4 separate regions of the Mus musculus genome follow, and all the other regions are linked to region 1. The links are chromatin contacts, called in public Hi-C and Micro-C maps. All regions are on one chromosome and are shown on one strand. Each heading gives the region's core, a stretch centred on a gene start, on an enhancer-like site or on the middle of the called end of the contact. The rest is flanking DNA. Distances are from core to core; before and after follow the strand shown. Region 1 holds the start of Bmpr1b (bone morphogenetic protein receptor, type 1B). Region 2 overlaps Bmpr1b (bone morphogenetic protein receptor, type 1B). Region 3 overlaps Bmpr1b (bone morphogenetic protein receptor, type 1B). Region 4 overlaps Pdlim5 (PDZ and LIM domain 5).

What was found. Hi-C and Micro-C count contacts between places; a contact is called where the count stands out from the background.
Region 2: a Hi-C map of adipose-derived mesenchymal stem cells shows a contact between it and region 1, with 3 times the contacts expected there. The contact joins the enhancer-like site here to the promoter of Bmpr1b in region 1. A contact is called at or near these places in 7 of 39 promoter capture datasets (cranial neural crest, embryonic stem cells, epiblast stem cells and 4 more), 1 of 15 datasets of contacts at CTCF or cohesin (the NIH/3T3 cell line), 13 of 484 Hi-C or Micro-C datasets (adipose-derived mesenchymal stem cells, cerebral cortex, cumulus cells and 8 more), 5 of 115 datasets of contacts at active chromatin or transcription factors (craniofacial prominence, embryonic stem cells, fibro-adipogenic progenitors and 2 more) and 2 of 9 other capture datasets (embryonic stem cells and pancreatic islet).
Region 3: a contact with region 1 is called in a Micro-C map of granulosa cells, with 2.2 times the contacts expected there. The contact joins the enhancer-like site here to the promoter of Bmpr1b in region 1. A contact is called at or near these places in 5 of 39 promoter capture datasets (cranial neural crest, embryonic stem cells, frontonasal cranial neural crest and 2 more), 3 of 484 Hi-C or Micro-C datasets (granulosa cells, nephron progenitors and uterus), 3 of 115 datasets of contacts at active chromatin or transcription factors (embryonic forebrain, neural progenitor cells and neural tube) and 2 of 9 other capture datasets (embryonic stem cells and pancreatic islet).
Region 4: a Micro-C map of granulosa cells shows a contact between it and region 1, with 2.2 times the contacts expected there. The contact joins the enhancer-like site here to the promoter of Bmpr1b in region 1. A contact is called at or near these places in 4 of 39 promoter capture datasets (cranial neural crest, frontonasal cranial neural crest, maxillary cranial neural crest and 1 more), 7 of 484 Hi-C or Micro-C datasets (adipose-derived mesenchymal stem cells, cortical neurons, cumulus cells and 2 more), 4 of 115 datasets of contacts at active chromatin or transcription factors (astrocytes, craniofacial prominence, embryonic forebrain and 1 more) and 3 of 9 other capture datasets (adipose tissue, liver and pancreatic islet).

What each region holds. Positions count from the first base shown.
Region 1 is chr3:142,166,456-142,173,641 of GRCm38.p6, reverse strand. Bmpr1b (bone morphogenetic protein receptor, type 1B) reads left to right here and starts at 4,217. Exons shown (of 12, transcript NM_001277217.2): 1 at 4,217-4,497.
Region 2 is chr3:142,046,649-142,053,834 of GRCm38.p6, reverse strand. All of the region lies in intron 1 of Bmpr1b (bone morphogenetic protein receptor, type 1B), which reads left to right. Among named protein-coding and RNA genes, the nearest start is that of Bmpr1b, 120 kb to the left of the region's middle. Within about 2 kb of position 3,029, at least 20 of the 459 cell types and tissues checked have an H3K27ac peak or open chromatin away from gene starts, as enhancers often do. A contact at or near this core is called in adipose-derived mesenchymal stem cells, embryonic fibroblasts, granulosa cells and 2 more, where this site is marked.
Region 3 is chr3:142,081,653-142,088,838 of GRCm38.p6, reverse strand. All of the region lies in intron 1 of Bmpr1b (bone morphogenetic protein receptor, type 1B), which reads left to right. Among named protein-coding and RNA genes, the nearest start is that of Bmpr1b, 84 kb to the left of the region's middle. Within about 2 kb of position 2,733, at least 6 of the 459 cell types and tissues checked have an H3K27ac peak or open chromatin away from gene starts, as enhancers often do. A contact at or near this core is called in granulosa cells, where this site is marked.
Region 4 is chr3:142,249,625-142,256,810 of GRCm38.p6, reverse strand. All of the region lies in intron 9 of Pdlim5 (PDZ and LIM domain 5), which reads left to right. Among named protein-coding and RNA genes, the nearest start is that of Bmpr1b, 84 kb to the right of the region's middle. Within about 2 kb of position 4,525, at least 34 of the 459 cell types and tissues checked have an H3K27ac peak or open chromatin away from gene starts, as enhancers often do. A contact at or near this core is called in adipose-derived mesenchymal stem cells and granulosa cells, where this site is marked.

The sequences.
Region 1 (7,186 bases), core at 2,968-5,467:
CAAAGGAGTATATATTCCATGTTGGTTTTTAGTGTGTAATTGAGGTGGCTTTATATGAAATCAAATAAGATCAGAATAGCAAAGATTTTTGGAATATAACAGTCATTGGATGATGGTTTTATGTGTTTATTTTTTATAGTAATTTTATAGAAGTGGAGGAAAATATAGAATACAGACCAAAGAGAGAGCATGCTGGGTGAGAATTTCAAGATCATTACTGATATATTTGTCAGAGTGAATTACAATAATATACTAATTCAAATTAAATTCCATCAGATAAATAATAGCCATTCATACTTAACACTTGTCTTTTATACATTACATGTAAAATATGTCTAATTTAATTTAATGGAAGTTCCTCTTTAAAATATTTCATGCTACTTATTTTGGAGTACATACTAATAAAATATCATGAGGACTTGGAATTCTTTGAACTGCTTTTCTGCCCACTGGAGGAGTTCCCTGGACATAACTTATCAATACTTCTCACTCTGGACTCCTGTTTTTATCATGAAATCTGTTACAAAACATAAAAACAATATCCAATTTTGGGCTAAAACACCTATTTTTAGGAGACATAAAAGACTGCAAATAAAACATCAGAGAGGAGGAGAAGGAGGGGAGGGAGAGGGAGAGGGAGAGGGGAGAAGAACAGAGAGCGGTGTAAAGCAGCTAAAGGTTCCTCAGGAAGTCTGGCACACTCTCAAGCTGCACAGGCCACTGCCTGCATCCCCGACAACTCTCCTAAATGGCTAGCTGCTGAGAGCCCAGGGAAAGGCCATAACTGAATAACAGGGGAACTCGGTGTTCCTCTGTCCATTGTCAGATCAAGTCCATATGCTGTCTTAGTTCCACAGTCTTCAGCTTTTCTGTACAAGTCTGGTCACTGGATACTTGAAAAAAATGTCCCCACTGCTCCTGAAGCAGTCAGAACATTGATTGAGGCAGAGGTGCTGTAGCCAGACTGTCTGCTCGAGCACTGCCCCTGTTGTCAACTGTCTGGCCTGGGCCATGGTATCAAGCTTCTCCTAGCTTTTTTTCCCCTTCATTTGTAAAACGGAACTAAAACCATGCTCCCTTGCCTTGAGGTTTCAGTTGGCTGCTGGATCTGATCTTCTTAGTGGCTGCAACGAGCTGTAAACATTGCTTCTATACATTGCATAGTCACATGCTCCTGTATGAAGGAGCAGGTCCTTAATTTAACTGTAGTCCTTAACTAGAGTTGTGAGGTTGCGCCTTTATATTGTATGCATGAAGACAATCTACAATAACACTCTGCTAGACTACACCAGAACAACTGAGGAGCTAGGAAAAAAAAAAAAGGCTTCTTCTTTCTGTTGAAATAGTTCCTTCACCTGGTTCCTGAAGCAAAACTTAACCTTTCATTCCATGGCTAGCGATAAAATAGTTCCAAAGCACGGGGTGGAAAAGGTGGTTTTGAGCATCCTGTTCTTGCAGGGGACCTGAGCTGGACTCCCAGAATCCTCTTTAGGCAGCCTGTAACTCAAGAGAATCTGGTGGCCTCCACAGGTACTGGCACTTGTGTGCATATGTCCACACACAGACACACAGGAATACTGATAAGACAGATCTGGAAAAGGCATCTGCTTTAGGATGTGACTAACATGGTATGTCTTGAGTTTATGATAAAATTTAATAGTGTGAGGCATTTATAATCTGGAAATGAGGAGACAGAGGAGGGAAAGTTGAGGGACAAGAGGAAGTAGAGCGTATAGAAGTACATGCCATCCCACCTTAGGCCCATTCAGTTTCCCTGTATGGGATTTCTTAGAAATAGTCAAATCTAGTGTGCCTGGGCAAATGTCTTCCTTAGTGGGAAACACATGTGACAATAGCTGGACAGCCTTTGTCAATGTATGGCGATGCCTTGCTGCCTTTGTTTTTAACTGGAAGGCAAGACAAAATCTTGACTTAGCTGGAATTTGTCATGTAGTCAGATGAAGACCCTGACATCTCAAGTGCTCTTTATTGTTTTTGAGAGTACCTTGTAGGGTCACCACTCCTTGTCAGAAGCACCCTTCAACGTTACTGGTTATAGTCCCGCTTCAGGGACTATACCATGGATACACGATGGGGCAGGCAGACTCCCCCGGCGACACTGTTCATTTCAGGATAAATATACCCACCATTTACCAACTCATTAATAAACACCAGGAACCTCACTTGCTCCTAAGAGGGACCTGTGGGTCTCTTATATTTACAGGTGAAAAGATTTTATTTAACGCCCAGATCTTTTTCTTTATACAACTCTTTTGATCAATTGCGCCTGTATGTTTCTCCCTCTCTAGGTACCTTTAAATAGTCGTCTGAAAAATCCTCTGTCACCTTATGGTTTAACAATCCTCCCATTCTGCATCTTCATCTAAAGAGAGAAATCCTATCTCATTAGCCTAGCCAAGGTTGTCCCTGTTCCTCGCGCGCACACACACCACACGTGTTTATGCCACACCCTGAGAGTCTGCACTTAGAGCTGTGTGTTCATTCACTAAACGGCATCTTTCTTATTGTCTATGTCTACAATAGCTTATCTTTCTGTATTAGGAGTTTAAAGAAGGACAGATGCCATTAAATGTCAAATACCGGTGCCTGGCTTGCAATGGTTATTTGGTGCTGATTACTGTATGGCTAGCTTTGTGAACACTCTGTTGCTGCAGAGTGCCATATCCTAAGATCCTCCTTAAATATGGTTTATAGAGCCCTCTCATCCTTTTCTTCTACCCAGAGATTTTTTTTTTTAAAAGACTCTGTGCCCCTCTCCCCCATGACCTACAGAGGGTTTCAAGTACCTTTCTCTGTAACATCCAATTTATTTAAATTCAGTTTATAAGAACCTCTAAGGGAGAATCTTACACTTCTGTCTAGTAAATGTTATTAGTAATTCCTACATCACAGGGGTAGATCTATTCAAGTTTCTTTCCTATTTAAAACTAATGTCAGGAGACGAAAATGACAGAAAGTCTGATTGGGGGACAGATAGAAGGCAAGTTCACTGGTCACATACTTATAGTTAGGAAAGAAGAGAAAGACGATGCAGAAGGGGAGGGGGTGGGGTTATCTCTGACTCACAGAGTGAAGGCAACAGGTTGGATTCCACCTTTGCAGTTCTTTCAGCTCTAAGTCCTGACACCTGGGGTCAGCAAGGGCCCAATAAAGAGACACCAACAAGCAATTTACCTACTTAGAAAACTTCTAGACAACGTCTTACAGTCTGGCTTCAGGGACTATAACATGGATACACGATGGGGCAGGCAGACTCCCTTGGCGACACTGTCATTTCAGGATAAATATACCCACCATTTACCAACTCATTAATAAACACCAGGGACCCCACTTGCTCCTAAGAGGGACCTGTAGGTCTCTTATATTTACAGGTGAAAATATTTTATTTAACGTCTGATTCAGCTGGAACAATTTCAGAAGAAAGGGGATGAAATAAAATGGTAGGAATGAAATAGATCATAATGAGAAACTCATAAGAAATTCACTTCCGAGTGGCACAAAATAAAACTTAAGTCACACTTCTAACGAGGACAAACGGGGCTGCTCAACATGCTTGGAATTTAAAAAAAAGTGAGGAAATGAATTATGGTGGAAACTGGGCATCAGGCATTAGGAAGAAAAGATATTTGGAATTCATGAGATACCGCCCTGGGAAACAGTTGGCAAAATGGCTGAGTTGAAAGAGGTTAGCTATGCTCCCCAAATCTCCGGAGAAGCCGAATCACCTTACTTTATATTCATTTCTCCAAGAGTCGAAACACTTACAGACTTAGCCAGGAGACCACAGAGTAAAGATGTCAAATGCTTTCTCAAGCCAAACTGTAAAATTTCATCGAACACAAGTGGAATTTTTTGCGTTGCCTTTCATTGTTTACAATTTCAAAATATCTGTATTAAGGAAAAATTTCATTTTCCTAGGAAGCCTCACTCCATGCCTCAAGATTTCTAACCCCTCACCCGAGACTGTGGATCTAATTTGATGTGCACTCCCCTCCCCTTTTTTATGAGGTGTGTGACCAACGTTTCCATAACTTCTCCAAAGTGTCGCTGGCCCCGGAGAAGTTGAAGTTCACCGCGCTCTGCCATTTGGAGTCGGTCCCAGCTCGCACCATTCCGCGCTGCCTCCTCGCGCTTTTGTTTCTGGAAGCTGAAGGGGGCGTGTGGCAAGGCTTTTGGACCAGCCAGGGACGTTTGTCCGGCTGCAGCGCCAGGGATGCTCTGAGGACGGCTCTGGAGGTGGCTGGGACCGCTCCAGGCGCCGGGCCGCGTAATCCCTGCGCTAAGTGCTTGGCTCGCAGTCTGCAGTCACTAGTGGGAGCTGGAGAGGGCGAGTGAGAAAAATTCCAGCGGCGGCGGAGCGGGAGGAGGGACAGGAGCTACGGCGGCGGCGGCAGAGGCAGCGGCGGCGGCAGAAGTTGCCGGCGTGGTGCTCGTAGTGAGGGCGCGGAGGACCCGGGACCTGGGAAGCGGCGGCGGGTAAGGGGCGCTGGGAAGGGGCCTGGGAGTTCGGATCGGGGGTCTCCAGGGTAGCCCGCGCTTTGTGCGGCGATCGGGGTGGGACACGTGCTCCTCGGGGAGCGGGACACCCGGACAGCGGGGCGCTCCCGGGCCACGAGCGCTTGGGGGGACGCCAAGGGGCACCGAGCTCGGGACCAGCCACCTGCCTCGCCTGCTCCTCGGACCCGCTGGGAGAGCCAAGGCGCTCATGGGACAACCACACTCTTCGGTCCTCTCGCGCTCTCCCCTGCCCCTTAGTCACTCCATCCTCTCAGCCCTCTCCTCTTCCGAGTCTTTCCAACGTGATCCCATACTTAGTAGCTGACTTTCCCCACCTCTTGTCCTTTCCTCCTGTCCCTCTACACTATTCCCATCGGTTCTCTGCAGGGTGAGGTTTTTCTGACATTGGAGAAAGACCCTCCGGAAGTTGTGCAGGGCGGCAGGTATCTAGTTTCTCTGAGCCTCTCCAAGGAGGCTGAGTGCTCTGTGTTCTGAATGGGGACCTTGTGGCTTCTTTGAGTTATTAGGGACTGCTCTTTTCTTAGTCACCTTCCCCCAAGGTGAGGTCAGTTACTGTGAGGGGCCACAAAGGTGCCAGTGAAACAGAACAGAAGAAGGCAGCTGAGTAACAGAAGGTCCCAGACATATCCGCAGTGAAGCGGAACCACCTGAGAGAAGGCTCCTGGATTCTGGAAAAACAAAAGGCTCCATGAGTCCTCACGATGGAGTTCAGCTGAAGAACATTTGAAAAATAATATGAAAAAGCCCTCGGTGTGAGAGCCTCTTGCTGTCCTCACTGAGACTAAGTCTTTGCTTTTCATATGCATATTTTTGGGGCTCTTGGTCACAACTTCTCTAATTATTGTTTTGAGGGAAGTTAAGAGAAATGGTCTATGTCAACGGGGCACTTATGTTTTAAGAAAAAGTGATTTCAACTTTGTACTTTTATACCTCTTTACATTCTGCCGATCAAGGAGAATTATGTCTAACTGCAAAGAAAATAGGAAAGGATTTGTCAGTAATTTAAAAAATATGAGACATTCCAGGGATCAATAATTTCTTTGGAGCATTCTCATTACGAGGATGTTGTCGAGGATATTACATGTTAGTGAAATATGTTAGCTGTGACACACTTGGATCATTGTGTGGCAAAAAAAAAAAAAATTACGTGCGCGCTGCAAGCAAATCATATCGGCAATGGCTTTTTATGGAAAAGTTAGCTTGAAGTTAATTACTGCCATTCTCAGCTTTCTTTATTCCTGCATAGTGTACCTTTGTTTTGAGCAAAATATGGCCCAGGGCTACAAGACTGGGTCCAGTGTGTTATTTGTCCAATCTGAATTACCATTTAGAAAACCACCTTTTCCTTTTGGTCACAGGAGGCGAGTTGATGTGATCTCATTACACATGTGTGAGGGGCTGCTGATGAATTTTAGCCGCACTGATTTGTGAATATTGAAAACAAAATGTTGGGTTTTGGCGAGGTAGCAATCTTGATTTATGCCATGTTCATGAATCATCAGTATTGACAGCACCTTTGCCACGTTGTTTACCAGGTGCTGCCAGAGTGCAGTCAGGCAGGGTTGTCTGAAACCCCTGTTAGGTTATTATTGTCCCAGAATAACTTCTTACTACCCCTCGAGGAACTAGTGGCCTGCTCCAAAGAGTCTAGAACGTTCCAGGTGTTAAACATTATTTATTAAGAGGGATTAAAGTTTTCCTTGTAAACTTTGAAAACTGAGACAACCTGATAAAGTATTCTCATGATGGCAAATGTTGGTTTTGTTATTAATTTGAAAACATGGGGTGGTTTAAAATCATGCTTATCTCTTGGTATTAATAGGACGCCTTGCCTGTCTTCCTAAGCACCTGGTTAGTATTTATCATTCAAATTTTAGAAGCCAGCTATAGCTTTCCTGACTTTCTTCTCCCTCAGGATTCTTGTTGCACATCTCCTAATACTCACCTCTCTGGTGCAGCCCCTTACTTAGCTTTCCCTTGCTATTTTATGGTGGTGAGATTTTCAGAATTTTCATCAATAACGACAGTTCCTGATATCATATGGATTCTTAAACACTTCAAGAAGAACAATTGGTTTTCCACCCCCCCACCCCACTTCTTAGGTTCAGTGGGTCAGGGGAAGCAGATTATCATAGAATAACAGCAGACTACTGACTTATAAATAAGTAAGTTCCCAGCATCTTGTCATCATATTAAAGATGAAGAAGGTGAGGCCCAAGGAGATTGACACACAGGCTCAGAGTTCGTGACGCCTGTGGATGGTGGAGGGAGCTCCTTGTACGTTCTGAGCTGTGCCTCAGTCATTTCCATCAGGCCTATCTTGATTCCTTTCTTCCACAGAAGTGGGCAACTCTGTCTGCAATTCTAAGGGTTTCTTTTCATGCCAACTAATTATAGACATCAGTGAAACTTAACAACTTGTAATAGCTTAGGATCATTTTGTTACAGAGCACTGGCTTCCCAGTTTGATTGTATGGACCAGGAATTGCTACTAATGATGCCACTGGGCAGATCTGTTATTTTTACCTGCAAAGAACTTTTGAGTTCGAAGGATGTGTATATTCTTCTCTTCCGTGGCTACAACTTTTTGTGTGTGCCTTAAAAGTAGATGGGGAAGAGGGAAAAAAAGGGTTGGGTCATGTCAATG
Region 2 (7,186 bases), core at 1,780-4,279, 120 kb after region 1:
ATGCAGTCAATTCTGTTTACAAAAGAGCGGACACATTTAATCACCAAGTCTCACTAAGCATCTCGGTTATAATGGTCATCTTTTGGATACGTTTCAGTTCATATTTAATATGATCGGGAATGATTGAACTTTATTAATCTTGATCTACTGTACACTGCTGAGTTTCAGTGGAGGAATGGTTAGGAGTAGCTTGAGATTCTTTTATTTTTCTTCTTCCCCATTTTCAATGCAAGTCTACAGACGACTGGATCTACTCTCTGTGTTTTTCAGTGTATGATTGAAGCTCCCTGAGCACGGGGATTGATCTTTTCACTTCAACGAGGTGTAGAATAATACATTCTTGGTACATGGTAGAAGTATAAATGCAGAAGTGTGTGTTGAAAGAATAAATAAATGCATAAAGGATCGACCTTGAGTAGTGTTGATTTCTCACGGTTTGTTGGTGTCTCTATAGCATTACCAGATCATCTCTTCTGGGAAATCAGCGAGCACATTAGAGAATAGGCGAGGCTACTACCTTTGTGTGTTTTCTTTGTGTGTTTTCTCTCCCCTCTACCCCCTAGAATGCCCTGGGACACAGTACTGTGGACTGATGGCTCTCTGAGTTTTAAGACTGGAGCTCACACTCACTTCCTTTGTAATATCTCAATGGTCGTTGGATTCCTTGTTGAATTTAGGACCCATCTGCATGTAGTAGAATGGATTGTCAGTACCTGCCTAAATGTCTGCTGCTTCTTTGTTCTTCCTGCTATTCTTTCTTTTCTTTTATTGTTTTTAGTCACTGTTTCATAATCTTGCAAACTGCCTCAAAAATCTTTATGAAAAACTTAAGAGGGTAAATCCCTTTCCTCCAAACGGGCTTGTCTTATCCAGCTCAACTGAAAACTCCTACAGCTATTGGTTTGACGCACATCTTAAGTGATTTTATGTTGTTGCTTAAGAGAAATAGATAACTTCACAGGAACATTGTTCGTCATGATTTGATTTTTTTTTTTTTTTGCTAATTTCCTAGAAATCTTGATCGTAACCTGTCACTTATATCTTATGGAAATATAGCCTGCATATCAAGGAAATGCAGACATCATAGATGCATATTCTCTATAGTAATCCTTTACATTTGTTAATCCCCTGTGCCTTGCACAATCCTCACACATCATGTATGATGACAATCTGACAGTGACAATGTGCTTGACTGCTTGACAGTGGCTGGGGTGCCGGGGAACTCCCAGAATGTCAGGCAGCACAGCTCATGGCTGTGGAGTTTCAGAGCAATTGTGCCAAGGGCGATGATTTCAAAACCATCCCCCCCCAATACCAATTAAGTAAACTTAATACTTTAAGAAGTGGGGAATAGCTGAGTGGTGATGACACAAGCATTTAATCCCAGCCCTCGGAAAGCAGAGGCAGACAGATCTCTGTGATTTCAACTCCAGCATGGTCTATAGAGTGAGTTCCAGGAGAGACAGGGCTTCCCAGAGAAACTGTGTCTCAAAAATAAAAAACAAGCAAATAAACAGAAACCAAATCAGCAGAGAACAATGTATATTAAATGGTAGTAGTGATTTAGATAAACAGATCTGGTCAGCTGTCTTTGCCAAAGTTATTATTGTAGGTCAATGTACTGTCTCTAGTTTGTAGAAAAAAAAAATCAACTGAAAGTTGGGCATTAAGAAATATTCTTTACCCCCGCCCCCTTTTTTACCCAAAATGGTATACACTGCAAAACCTTTCCTCTGGCAATAAATGTGGAGATGGTAATTCTGTTATCTTTTAAAGTGTATGAGATTTCGAAAAATACAATCATGTAAGAGGTTGGCTTTGAAATGACTTTAGCATCAACTTGCTTTATTCATGTACATAGTAAATGCCAGGGAAGTGGCACTTGCATTATTTCAGACTTTCACATGGATTTTTTTTTTCTCCTTAACATTCAATGAAGGGGGCAGGATGGAGGCTCAGTGGCTGTGCAAACAGGAGAACCCGAGTTCGAACCCTGGGACCCACCTAGGCATGGCAATAGGTGCTTGCAAACCTAGTGTTGGAGGGTGGAGGATCCTGGGAGCTTGCTGCACAGCCAGGCCACCCAAGTAGACGGCAAGCTTCTGGTTTCACAGTAATAAGATGGAGGCAGACACCCACCATCCTGCTCTGGCCATTCACTGTATGTGTGCAAGGGCTAGCATGCTCACATGTTCATATGTATGTATCATACACCACAGACTCAGACACAGACACACACACACAAGTCTATTATGGGTCATCGCTGAGAGAGAAGTTGAAGCAGTGTTGTATATGACATTCTACTCTAAGTTTAAAAAAGTTTATTTTTAATAGCTTTCAGCTTTAAAGGCTTTGGAATTTTTAGTTCATATTTTGGCAGAGACCATGTGAATTATTTCGGATAAATGATGTTAGAATGAATTTCTTCACTGAGTCACGCTCTGCTTGTGAATCACTTTATACACATGCTTCAAAGATGGTGACATTTTCTTTAGTCTAAGGTGATCATATCTGTCACCATAAATCCTCTTCGGAGAAAAATCCCGTAAAAAATGACTTTTTTATTCTTTATTAAATGGCTAATCATTTTTTTTTGTTTTCCATTTTACTGCTTTAGACAGATATAGAGTGCTTAGTTTTAATTGTATTTAGGATTCATAGACTTTCATTTACCGCTACTTCTGTGGTAAAGTAGAATGGGCTAATGTAGAATGCGCTACAATAGTTTCAAAAGAAGTTTTATAGTTAAGTTGTAGTCTCAATTTTGTGCTAACTGTCCACACTATTTTACACTTAATTAGCAAACTCCTCTTTCTGTTAGCTTGTTTTCTGAATGTACCTGCTTCTGAACAGTCAGATCCTATCCTTACGCATCTTTCTTTCCTTGACTTCCCTCTCTCTGCTTTTAGGTTACCCCAGAGGCAGTCACTGTGGTTAAGTTGGGGATTCTGCAATCCTCTGCCTAGCAGGTTCTGTGCTGAGGGCTCTCTTACAGAAAGTCCAGGAATCTTGCCCTAATGGCCATCTCTCCTTACTGTTCGCTGACTCATCTCTAGCAGGCTGAGCAGCCACATCTGTGTCTCTCTGAATGTGCCCCATCTTGGTTTTAAATGTGGTAATGTTCTATTTGCTGAGAGAATCATGATCTGCTTTACCATTTCAATAGATCTTAGTCTACGCTTTTGGTATTAATGACACATGCCGATTTGGCTTTGGAGGTCTGAATCATAAAGGAATCCTTAATAAAGATGAGGAAAACCATGCTGATGAGTCTCAAAGAAGTGGCTCACAGTTGAGGTTTGTTCCTGTCTAGGATTCTCAGTCTCTGTTCAGCCAAGATTTTTCTCTGCTGAATAGTGTTTGGATGGAATTCACATCCTTTCTAGTGACTCCACTTTTTCCTGGCTGAGAAAATCAAATAATTCCTTAGATTGATATTTTCTTCATGTAGCCGTTTTGATAAATCTATCCCTTTATGGTCAAGTCTGGTTGACTTAAGAGCCAAATGCCTTGTTAAAAAAAGCCTTGACAATACCCTTGAAGAACAAATTAAAATGAAGGCCTTTGTCTTGTTTGGTATTTGTTAAATAAAGCAGACTGTTCCAAATACTGATAAATTTTAGACCAAACATTTGTCTATGTCTTTAGGGGCAGAATTCATATAAACATTTATACTTCAGAGGCCACAAACCCATATAAGAGGATTTCATGATTCATGACCACACTCTTTTTAATAGTACTTATCTCTGGCCAGATAATTACTGTGTTTTACCGAGAAAAAATCTCATAGCCTGCATGGTTTCCTCAGTTGCCAAAGACTGTTCATTTTGTCTGCTGTAACCTGGTCAGTTGGGTGGTTTTACAGAGCAGCTCTTGGACTTTTTCATCTCTGCCAGACTTGTTTTGGTCCTCTCCACATGTACAGCTCAGACTGTTTCCCAGCTGTCAACCTTTGAGGACCACTTGGAGCAGTGCTTATACCTCAGCTGTTCATCATTGACGCTGGGGTGTGTAATCTGTCACACAGGGAGACTCGTCCTGAATGCACATGCCTGTGCCTCAGTGGACTGCATGAGGACTGGGATGTGGGAGCAGGCTGAGCTTGGCAATGCTGTTCAGTATCTTTTGGCATACACTTTTGGTGAACACACACTGACTATACCTACATCTAGTCTAAATTAGACATGACTCTTGAAGTGTACCATAAGCCAGCGGTTGTCATATGCACTCTACCTATCCTAAATGATAGGAAAGTCTCTCTGATGGTTTTTGACAGTGAATGGCATTGCATGGGGTGGTGGAAGGGAATTGCACTATGTTAACAGAAAATAAAATTACTTGTTTTTCATCCATGCACCTACTCAGGAGAGCACCAGTGGTGTGTCAGAAGTATTCAGGCCACTTACAGGGTGGTTGCTCGGTCTCTTCTGTTCCTTATCTCTCTTCCATTCCTTGTTTTCCTTGCATCTATTAACACATAAATCAGATAGCACCCTAGAACAGCTAGCTCAAAGTTTGGCTTACTTCTGTTTATACTGCGGCATCCATAGCTTATTGCATCATCCGTGAGTCATCACATTTGATATGCTGTCCACTTGGGAGGACTTAACCACTTGTCTCTCTTTATTCTTGGAACTCAGAGAAGAGCTTATGTTTTACCTACTAAGCTGGGTCACCTGTTTTATCCACATCACCCGTGCAGTGCTGCTTTCCGTCCAGTTATGCAACATAGGAATGCACATCTGAGCCCTTACCAGTTAAAAGGTAAACAGGCTTGCGGAACTGTCCTCTTGAAGAAGTGACAAAAATCTCAGCCCTGTACCAGGAAGCAAGGTGCCTTTTGTAAGAATTGCATTTTCTTCATTGAAGTCCTTTGCCAAAATCCGCTAGAATAAAGTTACCATTTCTCAGCATGTGAATGATATTTCACACTCCGTTTGAACTCCCCTACCAAGCCCTTTGCTGAGCGTTGGTGAGTCTGACCTGCTTTTGCTCAGCTGCTGGGCCTTTCTTCTCCTCCAGTGAGCTGACATCTAGCCTTCCCTCCTTTGTACGGCCCTCACCCCGGTGGTAGAACTCCTCAAGGTTTTCTTCAGATCATCCAGTTGCTTTCTCTGTAATGTTATCTTTACTATCACTACTCTCTTCCAGGGCCTCTGTGCCATCCACAAGTCACAGATCCCAACGTTTTCATCTTCAGCTCCTGTCTTGATTATAGGTAGTGATTCATTTCAAAAGCTTGGTCATGAGGAGAGGTGACGGATGGGTCCCTGCAGTTGAATGTAAGACTTTTCATCACTCTCCGGGGTGCCTCATTAATACATTCCTGTCCAGAATCTCTAAAAATACTATGAAAGCCCTGCATTCTTTTCTTTATCAGCTGAGCTCTGCTCATAGCTCTTATCTGATCTTTGTGACCTTACTCTGTATTACAGTCATATGACTTCAGTATGAACTTACCCAAAACATGGGGGCCTAAGACAGACACTCTTTACAGTTTCAGAGTCTGGAAGTATACAGTTCAGGCATCATCAGGGCCACCCTTCCTGTGAATACCCCAGGATAGATACCTTCTTGCCTTTCCTATCTTCAGTGGCTCTCATATGGCGCTGGTTCTTCTTGCATTGTGCACACAGTCTTGGTCTGTGTGTTATCTTTTCTTTTCAGAAGAAGATGTAAAGTTCACACTACCCAATATGACTTCATCTGAGCTAACTGTATCTGCATACATCCCATTTCGATTGTCCTGTGTGGATATGACCCTGGGGAGGGGCATTAAATCTACTTTGTAAGGTAATGCTTGCCAAAATGCCCTCCATGTGAGGCAGCCATAGTGAATAACTAGTGTAAAATGTGGAAGAAACAACTACTAAATTCTATTTCGTGTGTGTGTGTGTGTGTGTGTGTGTGTGTGTGTGTGTGTGAGTGTGTGTAGTCTTGGGCGAGTTAGTAATCACTCTATGCTGCAGCTTCCTCCAGATAAGAATGGCCATCTATCGAAATCAGTGTGAGGATTAAAGGGATTTCATGCATGTTGTGTGCATAGCATGACGCCCAGTGATAGCGTGATCTGCTATCACAACCACCATGTTTGTTTACTCATGAGAATGATCGAGAACTTTGTCCATATTAGTCTCTACCTGTTCCTTTTCTTGACTTTACATATTTTGTTCCTTGTTTTTCTCACCTCGATCATTGGTGAGAGCTACAGAGAGCATGGAGTGGTCGAGCAGATGGCTTGTGCACACTGTCACGTTTGCACTGACACACTCAGGAGCTTTCTATAATGGAATGGCTATAGAGAGTGGGAACTCCAGGGACTCGTGCTGATTGTCGGGACCTGCAAACCTGCGAATCAATCTTAGTTAAGTTTCATATTTAAGCCCTCAAGTTGTATTCTCATTTGTTAGTGCCCTGTACTTAAAACGTTCTTGTAGTATTTAGAAGCCTTTACAAAGCTGTCAGTGTCCATAAACCATTTTTTTAAGATCAACTCCTCGGTGCTAGCATTGGAGCCTTTGGTGACTCTTACATTAGATCTTTTGGAATTGCTTTTAGGTTGTATGTTTTGCAATAAACACTAAGGTAGGTATATTTCAGGGAAGCCTGAGGTAAGCAAAAACACGGAGCTGTATATCCTCTGAGTGTCTTCTGGCTTCATTAGAAGTTACTTTACCTCAAAGTATGCCTCATTTTATATTACTATCTGAAGTGTTTTCCCCTATGGTAAAACTAGGCTATGTATCTCAGGTGATAGTAGTATTCCGTGCTTGCTTTGGGACTTATGCATCCATGAAGGAACAGAAATCTATTGAGAGCTTTCCTGTTCTTAATAACTCCTCCTGGTCTTGAATCTGTGGTATTCTCTCTGGGCTGCAACTTTAAGCATGAACCACAACTCCCAGCTGTTCTTCACAATTTAATTGAATTTGAATCGCTATATGTGCTAGGTGGAAATCTTATGGGGTAATGCAGATCTCGTGGGAAAATAATCACATTACAGAAGTGTACCATTTCAAGTGTTATGAAGGGCTTGTATATGACTTTTTTGAGTACCTGTAGGGGCTGATTTGGCTTTATGGGTAAGACATCATTAAAGTCATAGAATGTTAGAGGTGGAGATAAATTGATGTTTAGAGGATAAATGAGCATTGAAATGACACAGAAGTCATTTAACAGTGAGGTG
Region 3 (7,186 bases), core at 1,484-3,983, 83 kb after region 1:
GTTTATGTCACTACATACAGTCTGTGACTAGAAATACTTTTACCATGTAGTAGTGACAACCAGCTTGCCAGGTCTTTTGAACACTTAACTTAGATCCTGTATCTTTTCTGTACTCTGGAGGGTCCCCTTACTGAATACACAATGAATTCTAGTTAAATGAATGCCATTTTCTACTTCCATGTTATTATTATTTCTTTAAATTTCATGGTTAAATTGGCTCTTTACTCCTACATGTTTAAGTTATCTGAGGTTCAAGGGTCCTTGTTGCCAACCCAGCAGGATTGACTCATTTCTGGGTAGACATACACAGTTTACAAGCTTGACTTTAAAAGGCATCTATATAGCAGACTTCTCATTGGAAGTCCTAATGCTTATTAAAAGGCTTAGGTGGTTTTGTGTGCTTTCTACAACTCTCACTTGTTTGTATGCAATTTTAAAATTTTCATCAGTCTCATAAAGCTTGATCTTTTATACCCTAATACTTTTTAGTGATATCCATATCTATAACATCACATGGTACAAAGATATTTGATTAAAGTAGAAATCTCAGAATGAATGACTGGTTCTAAATCCTTCACTTTTTTATTCTTGCATCTAAGGCCTCAGTTTTATACTGCTTTAATTTTTATCTTACTTCACTCTCCTCACTTCTAAAGTTTTGGTTATCTTTTTAATTTTTCTTCCTCCTTATTTTATTTAACTTAGTAGAAGCTGTTTATAGCTTTACTAGGATAAATGTTTTTTTTTTGTTTTTTTGTTTTTTCCTGGAGCAAATTGAAAATACTAGTCTGAGAACCCTTGAGGGAATGTAGGTTCTTCAAACCTTCAAACCACAATCAATACAATAGTCAGTAAATGTTTCTGGTTTGCCTGATTATATTATTAAATATTAGGTTTATTTCCTTACTCAATAGAAAGGGGTACTGTTACAGTAGTTGGGTGTGGGGAAAAAAATGAGTGGAATCACACACCCTTAGCTGATATCAAGAAAAATCCTTTGCCTCCATTGTTGAAGGATGAGCAATGCTGTGGGATGAGCCACGTTAAGCAAAGAGATGGCAGAAGCCAGTGCTAGGCACAGAGATATGAGCACAGTGAAGGTGTCTTTGGCTCCTGGAACTAAGTGTTTGACTTGATGCGCATCTGTTTGACTCCCTGCTCATCACAGGTGCTTGGTGGGAGGATGATCTTATAAATGATGACATCGAGGATGATCTTATGAATGGCGTCATGGTGGGCAGTTCATCTCCATTCTCACCCTAGTGAATTATGAGAGAGGTTTATAGCTAGTGAGATTTTAGTCCTCTACACCAGCATGGTGGTGTTTGTCTCTGTAGACCCACCATTCAGAAGTGAGTCTTTGACATTCAGGACAAAGCAAAAGAAATCAAAGATTGCCTCTTAATCCCTAAGGTAATTTCTGCAACATACCCCCCTCCCCATGTAGTCTTTCTAACTTTTCATTATGTCTCAACACACTGGAAACATCAGTGACAACTTGCACTCACTTGCTAGATAATTTGAGGAGTTCATTTGCTCTTTAAGGTAGGTACAAGGTAAGTCTCTTAGTGTTTTAAACTCCTCATACCTTTGAATCATCCTTATACGTTATAAGAAAACGTTCTATGCTTATTTGTCCAACACTTTTTAAAAAAATATATTACTAAATGTCAAAAGAAAGATTATTGATGCTAGAATTAATTTCAGACCACACATTGAATTACTATTCTCTATTCTTTAGGTTCCTACTCAGACAGTATAGACTCTCAAATGTACATAGCCAATATGTTTATCTGAGCTTCTTTGTCTAAATGTGTCTATCTGAATGACATACATTGCCAACCTTCAGTTTCCCTGTGGACTTTAGGTTTTATTTATTTTTCTAAGTTTGGTGGAATTAGAAGTATGTGCCATTTCTTACACTCAAGCATTATGAGTTATAAGCTTGTGTATGTTATGCTTTTCATAGGAAGGTTTTAATTTGATACCTTCTCCAAGACCATGCAGACATTTAAGAATTATATCTTTGGATTACCCAAGATTGATGTGCCTGTAGCCTTTATCTTTTCTGTCGATGTGCAGCCCAACAGCTGTACGATATAGAAGTGCTGCTTTCTCCTCTGGGTGTGGCTAGTATATATGCACAGCATAACAAGCACCTTTTGGGTGGGTAAGTCAATGGTTCTTTCAAGGACTATTTAACAAGCTTTATGGAGCTGAAAATGTATGTAATCTATAGGTTTAAAAGCTTATATTAGGGAAGCAGTGAAGAAATGCAGGCTTTAAGGAAAATAAATCTATCTTAGTGTCTTAAGCTGCCTTTGAAACTCTGTTTTTATAAACGGTTGATCACTCTGACCCAAACTTTGCTTTTACACGTTTTTGGGGGGAGGGGTGACAATTCCTGTCACTCAGGCTGTAGCAGTGAGAATGTAGTGCTGTATTTGGTTTGGTTTGTGATATTTTCCTGCCCTCAACTTGCAGTGTGGCCTCACGGGGCAGCTTTGGCTCCCTCAGGCCATTGCCACAGCACGAGTAGGTCTTCACTTCTGTGCCTGTGAGGTGTCTTGTGGACGGATTGCTCCCTATGTTCCCTTCCTTTTCATTACAGGCCAAGAGCTTTTGAAACACTTCTGTAAAAAGAAGTGTATTTTTAGTGCTTATGGGGAGCACACTGTATTGATGATGCTTCTGTTGTGTGAGGGTGAGTCATTTCTGCTATCACATCAGATTTCCACTTCCCTGCAGCTTTCACATTAGTGTCTCAGGACAAAACAGTATTTATTCTCTGAGCTCTTTCCCTCCTTTCATGATACCTTGGGGGTGTTGAGGGTTAGGAGTGATAGACATGGGTTAGTATTCCCTCCTACCATTTGACTTTGTTTGAATGTGGCGGAGTCAGCCTAAAAGCTTGTTTACCACGAGACATTTTCCATTTATCTAAATGTGGTAGATGCCCAGGACACAGAGTTCTCCATTAGCGACACAAAGTGCCAATTGCCCAACACTGTTGAAAGTCTCACTATGGCTTCGAGCCTTGATTTAAAGCAAAAATGAAATGAAGAAAGTTAACAACAGTTGATGTTTGGGATTTTCCAATGTCTCCGAGGGGTTTGTGGGAAACTCTTGAGAACCATTTAGGAGGGCTGGTGTTGTTTGAGTAGCCTCAGGTGAGAAGCTGGACAATCTGTACCTGGGGGTGTCAAACAAGTTTTCTTTTTCTCCTTTTGGGTGAGAGGAATTCAGCCACCTGTCCCAGGCATTTCATCTTGGTTAATCCTTACAGTAAATATGTGTTAGGCATCGTCACGTTTTACAGAAGAGGAAGCCAAGGCTGAGATCAGTTCGGCTTCCTCAAGATCTCCCAGGCAGTAGATGTACCTACAATTGTACCCAGGAATTTCAGGGTTAAAGGACTTGGCTCTTCACTGCTTTGGGCTTTTGCTATGTGTAAAGGGCTGCGTGCTTGTGGCAAGACTGGATGGAGAGGATGCACAGCCTTCATACAGTGAGCTATTATTACTGTTGAGATGGTAAACATAGGTTCAGGAGCTTGGAACTGTTATTAACCCTTTCTGCTATTTTAGGCTTCCTTTTTATTATATATATAACTATATATATATTTATAATTCATAATATATATAATTACTTTTGTATTTTCAGGATTGTTAGTATTTTGTCAAAGTCATTTTTCTCGATTTACAAAATGCCCACATGTTATTTTTTCAAATCTTTACCCCGAGGGAAGAAAATCTATAATCTGCTCTCTCCTGTATGTCATTAATTTTTGTTTTGAAAAGAAAAAGAACTTGACCAGGATCTCTTTGCAGATATTGTAGACTCTAGAATTGAGTAATTATAATTTTATGTAAGAGCGTCGGGATTTTGGCATTCTGTTACTTTCTTACTTTACAAGGTTAATAAAACATCGACACACACACAGATGATAGTTTATTGCTTCAGTGAGGGTGTCAGATGGAGTTGAGAGTGATGAAGGATGCCTGTAATTTCAGCACTTGGGACACAGGCAGGAGGATGGGGGTTCCAGGCTCTTTGTGGTTACAGATAAAATTCTAGATTAGCCTAGGTGAGGTGAGGCTCTGCCTCTGACAGAAAAAGATATTCTGAATGGTCAACAATCATAGGCTTAGTTTGCTCCTATACATGCCAGTTATTTTGAGTGTTAGCATATCACTAAAATACTAAAAAAAAAAAAAAAAAAAAAAAAAAAAAAAAAAAAAAAAAAAACTGTATGTGTTGCTGACATACCCCAAAGCCTGTTTTTAGAATGCTTGGAAAAATTTTAATTTGCAAGAGGAAAATAAATGAACTCTTACTCATGTTGTAACACTTTTCTGTAATTTACCTCAATTTCTGAGGTGGTCTTCTGGCACTTTTTTTTTTTTTCAGTTAGGAAGAGATTTTAAGGACTCATGATCCCAAGTAATTTGTTTAATTGTCTTAAAGCTATCTTTATAATGATTTTAAGCTGTGGCTTTCTGTGAGCCAGTGCCCAGGGCTAGGTAATTGACATCCTGGCAGTGAGGTCTGTTTTCTTTTACCGGCTGGTGGCAGCCTCTGTGACCTCACAGGGTATTTTTTTTTAATACTTCAGCTTCTCATAGCTTTGTAGGTAAAAGCTTACAACAGGCTTGGGGTTCATAAGTGGTAATTTAAGTAAAAGAGAATGCAGGCCTTTGTAGACAGGGCTCTGAAATCCAAAAGATAGTTTAAAATAGTCTTAGAAAGCACAGAAATATTGTGCAAAGTGAGTTTTAAACTTAGGGACATTTTAAAAATTCCTATTAGAATAATTGAGAGTTAGTTACAGATATTGTTTTTGAAGTATTACACTTCAAATTCTGTCTTCATTTTAAAAGTATGTGTATTTGTTAGTGTTCATAGATGGGAAATTTGAATTTTTCCCTTATATTTTATAAATATCAACTTGGGGGGAGGGAATAGTTAAGAAAACATGCATCAATGAAAGATTACCCATCAGTCATATGAAAACCAGCTACTTCTACAGCGCCTCCCCTGAGCCTCAGATGTGCTCAGGCACATGTTGCTGAGATGCTTCAAAACAGGAAAATTCAGGTGGGTGTGGTTCAAATGCAGCATCAGTCTTGATGGGGTTTGAAAGGTAATCTCTCTCTCCTCTTAAGGATACAGATCATGAAGCTGTCTGTAGGGTGCCTCAGACCACATTGTCTGTGTCTGAGTTCTTTTCATACTGGTTCTGGTTTCCAGGAGCAGTGCTGAGTGATTGGATAGCAGGTACCCCAATTTGTTTTCTCACCCCTGCACTGTATGGTCTGCTCTTTGTGTGTTGAGCCATTTGGAGACTCTCCCTTCAGGACCGACTGACCACCATATGCCGTGAATCTCCATGTATTGTTGTAGTTTTCACGGGGGTAGTTCAATTCTCTATCAGCTGCAGGTTTGTTCTTGTAGGCAGTTGACTTTTTGGTTGGATTTTTACCCAGATGCTCCACCCATCTTTGTGTAACTCCTATCCATATGCCAAGGTTATATGTGCTCATGTTGCAACTTCTTGTGTGCATCTCATTACTTATGCCTTGTTAACTGTAAAAATATGTAAAAAGCCATTGACCAAAATTTACCATCATAGTAACTTTTTTGAATGTACCTCACTCTATCTTCACACTGCGGTGCAATGGCTCTGCATAATTTCTCTTCTTGCACATCTGAAACTGTACCTGTTATACCATTTCTTCCTACTCTACCTTTGACAATCACTTTGCAGCTTTCTGGCCTCATGAGTTTGATTATTTCAGCTACCTACTATTTATCTTTTGGGGATTGGCTTATTTCAACAGCATAATGTTCTGAAGGTCCCATGTGCTAGTGTGAAATAGGATTTCCTTCTTTTTTAAAGGCTGAATAATATTTCATTCTTTGTATATCATATTTCGTTTATTTGTGCATACTTCTGTGGATATTTGGATTGCTTCCACATCTTGACTATTTCAGATTGTATTGCTATAGTCAGGCAGTATATAAACATCTCTTCATGACGCTTCTTTACATTCTTGGACATTGTCTTTTTTTTTATTTCTGGGATAAATATTCAAAAGTAAGATTGCTAGACTGCCTGGTAGTTCTATTATTAACTTCTTGAGGAGCCACAGTCTTTATTTTTATACTATCTGTATTAAATTCTTTTGTCCAAACAGTGCATATGGGTTTTGATTTTTCCATATTCTCCATAACCATCTAAGTATCAAACTAAGAGTCTTGTAAATGGTGAATGTACATTCTCTTATTGAACTATACCTGAGCAACCCAGTATTTGATGGTGGACATTATAACTCGATGTGATAGCTCGTGGCTTTGTATTACTCTAAGAATTAGCATTTTTAGTCATCGCTGTAACAAAATATTGCTAGTAATTAGCTTATACAGAGAACGTGTCCGTCTCCCAGTCTTGCACATCTGTGCGCATGATCAGTTGGCTTCATTACTTTGAGGCGTTGACAATGCAGCATACCATTATAGAGTACATGGTGGAGACAAGACACAACACTATGGGCTAGGGATGGAGAGAGAGTGAGATGCCCCAACTCTCATTCCCAGGTAGAGGCATTTGGCCAGCCACTAGGACCTACCTTTCAAGGGTCCCAATATCCTAATAATATCACCATGGAAACCCAAGCCCAACTTACAAGCCTTTGGGAAACGAACATTGTGATTTATCCTCCATCAGTTAGAGACATGGGTCACTGTTTCATAATACTGCTGGCAATGTTAGCTTCATCTTTGCAGTCATGGATATCGGAGTTCTCTACCCATTTTTAAAATCAAGTGTTTGCTGACTTTCGTAGTTGCAGTCCCCTCTTTGACCTGTGACTAGCTGGTATCCTCATAATGAGTTGTTGAAATATCTTCCCCTGATTCCCCTCTCAAACAAACTTTGACCATGTATGATACTTTGGTTTCTGCAGTTTATTCTGCCTCAGTTACATGTGTGTCTATCTTCAAGACAAGAGACTGTTTTGATTATTATATCTTTACCACATTCTTTGAAATCCAGTGCTATAATCTTTAAGGATTTATGATTTTTTCAGAATTATTTTGACTGGAATATTTTCTCAAAAAGCAGATAGTGTATGTAGATTATATGTGTATGTCTTTCTTAGAGTTATTGTGGCTCATAATAGTTACA
Region 4 (7,186 bases), core at 3,276-5,775, 83 kb before region 1:
GTACGTGTTCAGCTAAGGAGATGAATGGCTGTCACTAACTGTCCCCTCATCTGTTGAATTTTGTGTTGTTTTGTATTATGCAGCTCTTGTTATCATTGAAGCATTAAAGCTTCATTTACTAAGGAAGTTAGCAGGAATGAGGATTAGCTCATGTCAAGATCATGTAACAATAATTAGCATAGCACATTTGCCTGGTGCTCAAGTTCTCCAGCAGCTTGCAAGCCCTGCAGTCGGCTCAGAGCCCTGCTCAAAGCATAAATCCAGTTCTTGCCCTCGGTGACAGTATTACTTACCAAAGCAAGAAGGTGTTAGATCAAGTGACATTATCTGGGACACCTGTTTTTAAAATGAGCTGCAGTTGTGGGCATACTACTTTCAACAGAATATTATACCCTGGCAAACTGAGAAATGTAAAGTTGAGTTTATGTTGTTACTTTTCCATTAGTTATTTTCTTTTTAGAAGAGTTGCTTATTTTCAGGAAATATAAAATATGTGATAATAGCAACTGGAGTTTTTGTCTTCATAGGGCATACTTCACCATACATTATTGATGATTTCATTTTGTTGTAATGTTTAAATTTTCATGTTTATTTGAGTCTTGAGAAGTTTATGACTATTAGCCCTAACTTATATTCAAAGGCAATTCTTTGACTAGTTACAAATGCATAAGCACTTTTCCTGAAGCTTTCAGTCTGTGATAAAATATTTTGAATTCAACTAAAGTGGACCTAACATTTTGCCTTCTTTGATGTTGTGAATGCATTTACTGTTTGAGTGCAAGTGCAGTAGAAACACATACGGAAGGTGACTAATGTAATTCAGACCAGGCTGTTTCTTTGTGGAGCAATAGGCATATGAAGGAGCCAGCTTCTTGAGCATCTCATTAAAATCAATTGCTACCTGTATTGCACAGAGTTAATGGAATTGTTTATGTTTAACATCTTAGCATCTTTCTGAAAGAGGAAAGAATTTGCGGTGCTTGGATTTCTTCCTAAGTATAGAATGTTTGGACCGTAGTCATGTTTCTGTCATTCCATCTTTGCCTGCAACACATGAGAACAACATTCAGGCAATTCATTTTTTATTCCACTGAGAAAAGAGATTTTTGTACTACTGCGATGCTTTGCTTGGTGATTTTCAAAAGGAGAGCTGTCCTGGGTTGCCCCAAGGAGAAGCATGCAGAGCTTTTGCCTACTGCACCACCCTTGTCAGCTTCTGAACTCCTTTCAACTCCTGCATTTATAGGGCTTTTTTATTGTCTCTTCTGGTTCAGATTTTATTTGAAAATAAAAGGTTTCCTGGCTTAATGTATCAGCTGCTGAATGTAAGAAAACAACTAAAAACATTGGTTAAGATTTATAGGCAAGATACAAACCAAGATTTTACTGTTTGTGATAGAGGGAAAAAAAATGAGAACAGAAGAGTCTAACATCTATATTTGCAATACAATATCACCATTGAGATCCTGGTTGGATGACAGTATGCAGTGGATTCTTAAATATTCCAGATGTTGTGTAAGATATATATCGATATATAGATACATTGATGCTACATATCAGTACATAGGTATAGAAACTGAAGAACAAACGACTCACCATTATCAGAATTGTTTAGATTGTAAATAATAGTACAGGAGTTTAGTTCAGATCCATCTAACTCCATTTGCTTCGTATCTGTAACCACCACTATGTAGGAGAATGCTTACAATTATTAAAATGACAAAAGGAATATAGAACTATAAAATAAAAATCAAAGGAAGCTAAGCAAGATAATAATAAAGCCAGCTGTTTGGTAAATATGATTGATATTGCCTGAAAGAGTTATATTGATATTATTGGGAAAACTCTAAAGTGGCTTCAGAGTAACTCCATGAAAGCCTTTCCTAGGAAGACTTTAGCTGAGCAAACTGGCTCTTAGATTCTTACGAACAAACTCACAAAGCTGGTGGGAGTGCTGGGACTAGAATCCATGTCTGTGTGGTTATGAACTACACTTATTAATTAATTCATTAAATGTTTACTTAGCCACTGTTTTCTTTTTTTTTTAAATTTTATTGAGAGTGGGCAAACTCTTAAGAACTCCTTGCTTTACTCACATTAGAGACTCAGGGTCTGACGCTAAAGATGGATAAAGTCCATGGGCCTTTTTAGAAATGTCAGAATGGAAACCCTTGCTTCTAGTGAATGAAACCGTTTACTTCATACAATGAACCCCGATAAAAAGTAAGAATAAAAGAAAACAAATGAATGTTTAAAATATGAATGCAACTATAAGATTTTAGAAATGTGACATTGGGGTGTTGTTTTCTTTTTCTGAAAACATAATAGTAAATAGCTCTTATGAAAAGATCTCTTTACGAAAAGACCAAAAGGGAACATGGCCAAAGTTAACAGTTAAGATTCCTGAATCAGTTGACTCAGTGTAATGAATGCTCAGTTTCTTTTGTACAGCATTCTGAGCTTTCTAAGTGATTACACATGTATGCTGTAAATAGATAAACATACAATTAAATATCTTTATTGAGTCGGGAGAAAAATAGCTTAAACAAGTGTGGCTTACTCTAACAGTTATGGCAGTATATTTTGTTCATTCACTGAAATATACTATTAGTGTGTGTCAGAGTATTTACACATCGTCTTCAGCACTTGGTCAAACAGATCGGGTCGACGCTCTGGCTTAGCCTTGTGTAGAAGTGAGTGTCCATAGGATGCATTCTCTGAAGGTTCTGCGTAGCTGGCTCTGCTCCATCGAATTGCATTCTCTCTCTCTCTCCGCTGTGAGATGAAATAGCCATTAAAGAACATTGTAGAACATTGTTACTGGAGGTACATTTTATAATTGCAAGATGTTTACTCCACCAAGATAGTGTAACAGTTACATGAGTTATTCAGCCATCCATAGGTCCAGCTGTACCATCGGGGCTTTGGAAGATTCTAGCTTTGTAGTTTGTCATCTACATGATCTTGGCAGAGTTGGCAGATTCTAATGTTTTCTTCCTCTGTGTGATGGAGTTCATTTCTGTTGCTGAGACTGCTATGAGGATTAAATAAGGGGAAAAAGCAATAAGCACCTGTATTTAAGCTATTGCTCCCTGTTAGGTTGTGCCCCTTTGAAGACAGCAGTTTCTTTCCCCTTTCTGTCTATAAGTTTTTCTTTTTTTCTAAACTCAGCTTATTTCCTTCTTTGGAGGTCAGGGGTGGCGTTGGGCAGAAACTAGGCAGAATTAAAAGTTGTATGAAGTAGTCTTTCGTCTCAACTAGTCAGGTGCCTTAACTCTTCCATTCCTTTCTTTTGCCAGTCAACCTGCATTTCATAAGGGCTGAGGGTGGGTGCTATAAGCGGAATGAATATTTACTTCCACCGTGCAGTTATCCAAGCTTGTCTTTCCAGGTCACAGGTGGAAACCCAGTGCCACCTTCAGTGTTAATCTGCTGTTAATGAATTTGTTAATAATTTAACTTTACTGACACACAGAAGAAAGTATGCTTCCTTCTACCTGGGAGGCTGCTCTTTAATCTAGACATAACCTCAGGGGCATTGGGGAAGAGTTCTTCCACTGCAACACAGAGGAGCCAGTTAGGCGGGCGTGTTCCCTCTCGTGCGCTTTAGAGCAAGGAGCTCTGACAAGAGCAATACTCATTTTCTCCTCCTGTTTTAAAGGTACAGAGTCAAGTTCTTTACTGTCCTGGATTTCCTTTACTGTTCATGTTTGAAAAATAAAAGAAACAAATATTTTGAAGTAGTTCTCTTAATAGACTAGACTACATTTTTAATTGTTAATGAAAATCTTTGTGTCTAAAAGTTTTTTTTTTTAATGGCTTTTTAAGAATCTATACAATGTGGTGCTGAAGAGATGCTTCAGTGGATAAAACCCTTGCCACAAAAGCATGAAGGCCTAAGTTCAGATTCCCAGAACCAAGTGAAAGCTCAGGATCCCCATGATAAGCTAACTAGCTGGACTGGCTGGTAGAGGCTTGCTGAGAACTCAGCAGGAGGGCCTGCCTCAATAAATAAAGTGGAGAGTGATCAAGGAAGATAGCAATATCAGCTTTGTGCTTTGCACATGTATGCATAAGTGTGCAGTTACCACATAGAGCTGCATCAAAACACACACGCACATACACACACATACACACAAAGGAAACTGGCAATGTTAGCCTTCTAAATTACAAAGAGGACACAGAAGTAAAATCATGGGTAAGGCCACTCAGAATGAAGCTAGTGTAGAAACATGACCCACAGCGGCCTGTAAGTAGCCTCCCCTTTCGGGTTATGGGTTGTTTGTTTGTTTGTTTTTTGTTTGGTTTGGCAATCTACTGTTCATTGTGATAAATAATAGGGGAGTCTAAACTGTGCTTGCTGCAGAAATGTGGTGGGATTGTTTTTAAGTATCCCATGTGAGCCTGACCCTGTGTGCTCTAAGACCATCATAAACTTCCAGAAGGATGCATGTCATGAGGCTGTTTCCTATAGTGACTGTCGATACTGGCTGATGTATCACACCAAACATGACTCACAGAAGGAAGGACTCTCTGAGGGTTAGGTCTGGTCCAGTGCTGTGATTCATAGAGCCCAATTCTTTAGTGGTCTGAATTAACCCTAAGACATACTTAAGAACATCTAGGAAACAGAGTGTCCCAGGTATTAGATGTCTGCCACCCTCCCCTCCCAGAGGAACTCATCAGCTATTTGGGATTAGGGTTATGCTCCAGGGGCCTTCAGTTTTAATCCAAGCCTGCACAGCACTCACATTTGAGCAGAGTGCAGTCTGCAGCTGAACTGACTTGTTTTGAAAGCTGAATAACCTCTAAGGACCCTGGCCTCAAGGCCGTTCAGTTTGTGGGATGTTTCCTAATGAAGAACTCAACCTAGCGTTGCAACAATGTTGGAATGTGTCCTAGAGGCCATATAGAATGTAATGTAAACCCCAAGGTCCTATTGTACTCCACAGTATAATTTTTATGACTTGTACATTCAGATACCTAGCTAGTGGAAAAGCTTAGAACACTTAGGATATTTTGTTCAGCTTTGAGAATGTAGCTTCTTGATGTATCTTTGTTAAAGTACTTGCCAAATATATACTGAGAAAAATTAATGAAATAACTTGTGTAGTGAGACTGTTTATAAAGCAGTTATAAATGGGGTGGGGGATAGCTTACTAGAGGTAATAGATATATTTACAGTAGGTGACACAATGCCACCATTTCTTTTTCTTTTAGAAAGAGTTAATCAATGCCTTCCTTGTTAGTCATGGCAAAACTATTCATGAACTACAACCCTGCCTGCCCTTAAGCTTTAGTAATAATACACTACTTACATCTAATATAGCAAAGTCACATGAACAAAAATACCATCAAACTCTTAATAAACAGGTTAAGAAAAAGTAAAACTAAAAAATACTCCACATGCTTCACAGAAAAAAGTTTCATTTCCATCAGGGTTTTCTGCTGCCTGACTTTCGCAGAACTGAGAGCTAAATCTGAGTAATGCTAGTGTTTTTGTTAAGAAGCTTAGTGTGTGGATTTGGATATGGTGGCACCAGACTGTTGTTTGTGGGGAGCAGTTACCAAAACAAACAGAGAGAGTTTTTTCTTTGTGTGTGTGTGTGTGTGTGTGTGTGTGTGTGTGTGTGTGTTGTATAGAGTGCGCGTGAGTACATGAGTGCATGTACCCATGAGTGCGTATGCAGAGGCCAGAGAAAGGCACTGCATGCGCTAAACCAATCTCTGCTTTATTGCCTTGAGACCCGATCTCTCATTGGACCAGAAGCTCCTGTCTCTGACATGCCGTGGTGCTCTGAGGTTCCCTCTTTGCAGCCCTAGATGTGGTGTCACGGGCACATGCAGCCATGCCCTGTGAGATCGCTATTAAATAGCAGATTTGTGTTGTCACAGGTTAGAAGCTGTTCTGCATGATGCTTTTCCCCATGACGTACTGTTGGGAGTTGGCCTAGAAGTCCAGTGCTACATGATTGCCAATAATTGTCTATGGTCATTCTGTGATGCCAGTTTGCAGTAGTCAAATTGAAAGCAGAGTCTCAGTTGACTAGAACACTGGGAAATAGAAGCATCAGCCCCTAGCTCAGTCAGTAATTTTTTGATGTTTGCCGTATCTTTTAAATACTCTGTGGCCTTGCCACTCCATCTGTTGAACTGAGTTATAATAATTGCCCTGGTGTATCTCACAAGAATGTTGTATGAACAAATTAGATAAGTGTAAAAGTGCCTTGGAGGTAAAGCCATTCGATGAATGTGATGTAGCTACCAAAAAGTGTGTTACAGAGGCTAGTCTGCTTCATCTCCAAAGGCTTCTAACTAGATAAGGCTTCAAAATGGGTTCCTCTTAAGTAAACAAAACATGCCTTATCATTTCATGACTGTAGTACTTAGGGGGAAAGATCTCTATACAAACATTTGTTACCTTGATAAAAAAATATACACATTAAAATCAGTCATAGCTGCGCATGGTGACATTTATACCTATAATCCCAAGCATTTGGTAGACTGAGGCAGGAGGATAATGAATTTGAAGCTACCTAGGGCAATTAATTAATTTTCAGGCCAGCTTAGGATACAAAATAAGCTCTTGTCACCTATCCCGCCCCCAAAATCTGTCCCATTTAGAGAAGGGGAAGGAGAGATTGGTAGACATTAGGTATAAATCTTGAATTATGCAAGCTAAAAATGATTTCTATAGAACAGCATGCGTGTATAGTAGCATTGGCATGCATAGTTGAATACAGTTTGAGGGTAGATCTCATGTTAAATGTTCTTAATGCAATGAATTTTAAATTAGTCATATTGGAATGAAATAAAACCCTTCCAACTGGCATCAAACAACTGATAATGAACAGCTCAGTTTCTGTGGTCAATTAGAAGGTGAATTTGAAATATTTAATAAAGTTGTGAAATAAGTATATTGCATCGTATGTAAGGAGGAAAGACTGACTCTTCTCAGGAAATCATTATTTTTAAGGATCTAACATTGCCAAATTGAAATTTTTATTTCCATTTTCCTTGTGTCTTATAACGTGTTGTTGTGATGGCCTCTTCTTTATCCCAGTCAGCATTTTCCTGTGAGTCATAGTGACACAGACAGTGAGAAGGACTCACTGCAACTCAGTCAGACAGGCCCTGAGTGCCACCACATTCAGTCCTATGCAGTCAACAGTACCACCACATTAGG